Linked DNA regions of Mus musculus: region 1 is linked to region 2. A link is a contact called in public capture Hi-C data. All regions are on one chromosome and are shown on one strand. The core of a region is the stretch at or near the end of the contact, and the rest is flanking DNA. Distances in the headings are between cores, read along the strand shown.

Region 1 (2,700 bases), core at 6-2,505, 470 kb before region 2:
TTCTTTTTCTTTCTTTTTCTTTTCTTTTCTTTTCTTTTCTTTTCTTTTCTTTTCTTTTCTTTTCTTTTCTTTTCTTTTCTTTTCTTTTCTTTTCTTTTCTTTTCTTTCTTTCTTTCTTTCTTTCTTTCTTTCTTTCTTTCTTTCTTTCTTTCTTTCTTTCTTTCTTTTTTTTGTATATTGGACTTGTAGCCAACAACCCTCTTGGTCTTCCTTTACAGTTTTATTGTCTATAAATTCTTTCTGGAAATTTCTGTAGAAACTATATTGGTTTTCTATGGGAACAGTAATAAAATACTATATATTTAGTGACTTAAAATGATACAGGTCTCCTCTCTTATGGTTTTGGAGGCTATATCAACTTCTCACTAGGCTGCATACATAGCAGGGCTCTTATTTTTCAGGGTTCTTAGGGAGAATCTGTAATCTGTGTATTTGTCTTGTCTAGCTTATAGAAACTACCAGGATTCTTTGGCTCTTGATCCTTGCTTCACATCACCCCAGCTTCTTGTTCTTTTGGTTTCTTAGCCCTCTTTTTTAAAAATATTTTTATTAGGTATTTTCCTCATTTACATTTCCAATGCTATCCCAAAAGTCCCCCATACCCTCCCCTCCACTCCCCTACCCACCCACTCCCACTTTTTGGCCCTGGCATTCCCCTTAGCCCTCTTATAAGCACCCATGATTACAATGGGTCAGGTCAAGCCCATGATAACCCTGACTAATGGCTCAAACTGGAAACCCTTGAATTACTCACAGTGGCAACAGGCAAAGTAATTATCATGGGCTTTGGGAATTAGAGCATGGATATCTTGGGTGGCCATTTTTCAATATACAGACAATCACATTGTTTACAAACAGGTGTTTTTCACTTTTAAATTCATATACCTTTTATTTCTTGTCTGGATTGCTAGGGTTATTGAAGACTCCCAATACATATTCATATACTGCTGGCACAGTAAGCCTTTATTACAGCTTCCATGGCAGTATTTATAATATTTCACTGTCATATTTCTGCTTGCTGTGGGTATTTGGCTGGTATTAAATCAGCATTACAATATGTGTTGTTCCTAGTTCACGATGCTGATTTTGTGGTGTTTATGTTCTCTGAGTAGCTTCAGACTTTTTTAATCACCCATTGCTGCCTAATAGCTTGTGACTCAGCTGATGTGGGCACCACCGCCTTACACACTCATCTGCTGAGGTTGCCTTGGCTAGCTAATCTGGGGTGGGGCCACTCATGCCATTTGGTTGCTCCATTGATATGGAATGGTTCAGTGAGACCTCATCTGCATTTCTGCCTGTGAGCTGGTTTCTCTTGTCCTCCATGTAACCTCTTGGGGAGAATGGCTCACATTTCCAATACTAAGGCAGTTGAGTTATGAGATAGAAAACCCTAAACAGCCTCTCTGGTTAGCTTTTGTTATGCTGCTGATGCCTTACAGGGTAAAGCAAGTCACAGGACCATCCTAAACTAATCTGGAAGGGTTGCATAGGAGTGTTGGATTTCAACAAAGGCTAAGAGAGCCTCCTATGTGGGCTTTGGTATCTGTCATGCCATGCATGTTACCTTCAAATCTCTGCCTTTTCACATCTCTTCACACAGCCCCTTGTGTGGTGCAGCCCCTTGTGTGGTGAGGGCAGAAGGAATGTGGTGAAACACCTAGAATTAGCTCTGGGGGGGATCTCTAAGCTCTCAAATACAGCCACAAGGTTCTGTCCCAAACACAACGTGATTTAGTTTTAGTATTGTCTATGACAACATTTTTCAGGCAAAGGAGAGCCCTGCGGACCCTTCTGGTTTGGTTCCCTCCAGCCTCCCCTTCACCACTCTCCATTCCACCAAATAGACAGGTGATCTTTTTCTTATTATCGTTTCCAAATTGAAAGCATATAATATCATTCTGTCATTCTCCCTGTCTCTGTTTCTCCCTCCCTCCTTCCCTTCCTTGATCCCTCCCTCCAGTTCTGCTCTTTGTAATTTCTAGCATTCTTATTATAGGCTAAGGTTATAAAGCGGGATGCTTATACATCCTTCATTCTCAAGTGTGGTTGAGTTTATGTGCTATTCAGAAAGCCCTGGGTACTTCAGTGATGAACAGAGCAGAGGACACTTATGAGCAACTGTGGAGTAGTTAAAATGATGGATAGAGAAATATGGGGTAGCATTCAGCCTCTGGTCAGGTCACTGAGGAGAAAGAAAAGAGTAATTAAAGTGGCTGGATAATGTGTCTCACTGAGAAAAAGCCTCTGCAGGCTCTAAGCAGTCAGCAGGGCTTTTGGGTGAGGGAAGGGAAGAGGTGATCTGGGGATGACTCATTAGCATGGAAATGAAAGAAGAGGTGAGACACTGAATATCAACAGAAGGAGGGATCAGGTCAAGTGCGGCCAGAGAAGGTCCCAGAATCCAGGGAGTAATTTTCACTTCTTAGGCTTCAATTTCAAGGCAGAATGGGAATCCCTCCTCCACTGACTCCTCAGTTGCTAGTGATAATTTTTCTACCATAACTCTGCTCATTGAGAACAGAAAATGAATATCATATTTGGAATTAGCTTTTCCTTCTCCAAAATCCCTGGATGAGCCACAAGACCTTGCCTTGTTTCTGTCCCTGGGTACGTTTCCCTCAGCCCATTGGAATCAGAAAGAGACTCTGTCCGTGTCAGAGATGGGCGTGGTCCCTGCTTGTCCCTGCCCAACTCCTG
Region 2 (2,700 bases), core at 91-2,590:
AACAGTTAACACTAACGCGCTTTCCTCAGTGTGGGGGATAAAGAATCTCTCTTCCTTTTTCTCTTGCTGCATAGGGAAAGAGCCACACTCATCTTTATTCCCACACAGTGAGCTTGCCTTAGGCGATTCCGGTTGGGGAGGAGTGTCTCCTTTCGGTGAAATCTGAGCAAGCTGGGTGGGAAGGAGAGGGCACAGGGCATGAACTGGGGATGCAAGTGGGTTGTAATGGCAGGCTTTGCGACTTTCTCCCTGCACATAGTAAATTAATTCAGTCATTAAAGCTGAGTTTTGGAAACAAAGCTAAGTTAGGAAGGAGAAAGCCATGGCATACCAGGGTCCTCCTGCCTGTGTGCACTCCTGTGAGAACCACCGTAGCCAAGTCCTGGCTTCATCAGGAGACACGGAGAAATGTCCAAATGCCAATCTACAGCTCCAGAGACATCTGCGGCAGAGCCTTCTCGCCAGTGTCCTGGTGAGGAAACTGAATAGTGCAAGCTGGAGAAAGTCAAACAGGCCTCCAAGAGGCAATTCTTGGGGCTTTCTGGCTCCCTTCCTGCAATCTGCTAGGTCTTCCCTAAGTGTGGCAGCTGCTTCCACTGTCTGCAGCCTTTGCTGTCAGTGATTCATCAGCAGACAACTTGCTAATTTTTTGTCTGGAACCTCTTGAAGTATAATAAGCAGGGTTATTTAAAATAATAATAATAATGATAATAACAATACAAAGGCCAGGTAGAAGGCTCATGGACTGCTCAGACCAATCTGAGTGCTTCTTTTCTCTCCATATGGAGGAAAGATTCTTCATACCCCAGATAATATGTTAAATTAGTAGAAATCATTCTTTTTAGCAATTATTGTCTAGAGCTGAGTAAGATGTGGATATTAATTGATGCAGCTTTTCTTTCATATACTATTTTTGCATTGTGGATACATTCTTGCAAATAATGAGGCAATTTTGCCTGGTTGAAAGAGCCTTTTTAAAAAGCACAATTTAAGGATTTAAAGGATGATTTCATGTGAGGACTTGGGCAAGGAGAAACACAAGGCACATGAAGACAGTGTTCTTTTGTTGGCTGTTTGGGTAGCGGGTGCACGTTTGAGGTCCTGTGTTGTTATGCAGGAAAGGGTGGGAACTCTCCTCCACCCTTCCCCTTCCTGCCCCACACTAGCTGAACAGGCATGAGAAGGTCAGGGCTACTCATTCCAAAAGCTAGCAGAGACCAGGGTTTGCAAATCAGTGCTGCCCAGCAGGCCTGGTGTGACTACAAGCTTGGCTTAAGCCAGCTACACAGTCAAAACTATACCAAAAAGAGGCAGAAGGAGATGACGTAGTAACATGTTAATTGGCAGAGGTAAACAGCTCAGTCTCTGAAAGCAAAATTCAGAAGAGGAGAGCATAGCTCTCTGGTAGAGAATTTGCCTAGCAGGTATCCTGGGGCTGAAATGTAGCAGTTAATAATTAATATAACTGTATGCTTGTGTGAATTACTTCCCAGGAAAGCTGATACAATGGGATTAGCCACCCAACCCCCCCTCAGCACTTCCTTCAGAAGTGACCACCTCAAGCCTGCTCAGAGACTGAGTGTCAGAGGCAGGTGGGAGGTGGGGGCTTAAGTACACACTTTTGTACACACTTCCTACTATACTCTCTTTGGGGTGGGGGATGGGCTGTAACATCTCAGGATCTCAGCACAGTTAAGGATAGGAAAGAAGAGCATTTGATAATAGTTATCTCTGAGGGACAGTCTGTCTAGATGGCTTCTCAGGAGGTCTAGAAATGTCCTGCACAAACTTGTGACTTGTTTGTGAAGTCTTCCTTGGGGAAGAGCCCCTGTACATTAAACCTTAAATGCACTTAAGATAGGAAGCTCTGTGAAGGTCTTTCCTGCTGGCGAGATCAGTAGATAACTACCCACGAATGAAAAATCTCGAGAAACATGTTACAGGAAGTATGTGGATAAAGAAATGCCATGCAAACTTGCAAAGGAGATCTAAAATCGAAATTAGAAGATGGAGAGGCGCAAAAGCAATCAGAGGCTTGGTGGCTGGTGGAAGGCTTCAGAGTGTAAGACCCAGAGGCTGAAAAGAGGAAGGAACTAGCCAGCTCAAAGCCACAAGTCAGAATGAAGCCACCAGAGCAGATGTTAGACCCTGGTTTTCTGGTGTGAAAGACAGGTGTCACACTGTCTGTCTGGGCTTTATGTCTAAACATAAGAATACAGATCAGAGAGAGATCTTTGCTGATTCAACCTTGTGCCTTGGCATGTAGATGCCACCCATCCCTCCCCTGGTGACTACTTCCACATAAGGTATCTGGTTTGAGGTTCACCAATAATAATTCTCCAGGGCCACTAGTCTTAAGTCAGTGGGTCCCAGAGTTGTCAAAAGAACTATCAATAGTCCAAGGAAAAGAAAACAGATGACAGGGCTTGGAAATATTTTAACTGTCCTCTGTAAATGGTGGTTTCACATATGCAGGGGCAAATATAGCATGGCAGCCATGGTTTGCTTTATATCAAAAACTTTCTTTGGTTTTGTAGGGCTTGGGATTCTCTTTTCAAACTTGTTCTGCTCTGGAAATGCCACTCCTCTTGTTTGGCCATGATGTGCTTTCCTCCTCTCCTTCCTGTTAGGTATTGCATTAAGACAAAAGGAATTTAATGCCCAATTCTCCATCTCTAGCTCTGTGACTGACTTTAGGGG

Evidence for each region. Capture Hi-C pulls out chosen DNA fragments and counts their contacts.
Region 1: a capture Hi-C map of embryonic stem cells shows a contact between it and region 2, with 2.1 times the contacts expected there. The contact joins two enhancer-like sites. A contact is called at or near these places in 2 of 115 datasets of contacts at active chromatin or transcription factors (embryonic fibroblasts and fibro-adipogenic progenitors) and 1 of 9 other capture datasets (embryonic stem cells).

The regions. Positions count from the first base shown.
Region 1 is chr12:16,476,291-16,478,990 of GRCm38.p6, reverse strand. No RefSeq gene overlaps it. Among named protein-coding and RNA genes, the nearest start is that of Lpin1, 110 kb to the left of the region's middle. Within about 2 kb of position 1,255, at least 13 of the 459 cell types and tissues checked have an H3K27ac peak or open chromatin away from gene starts, as enhancers often do. A contact at or near this core is called in embryonic stem cells, where this site is marked.
Region 2 is chr12:16,007,866-16,010,565 of GRCm38.p6, reverse strand. All of the region lies in intron 1 of Gm36235 (a long non-coding RNA gene), which reads left to right. Among named protein-coding and RNA genes, the nearest start is that of Gm36235, 6.3 kb to the left of the region's middle. Within about 2 kb of position 1,340, at least 111 of the 459 cell types and tissues checked have an H3K27ac peak or open chromatin away from gene starts, as enhancers often do. A contact at or near this core is called in embryonic stem cells, where this site is marked.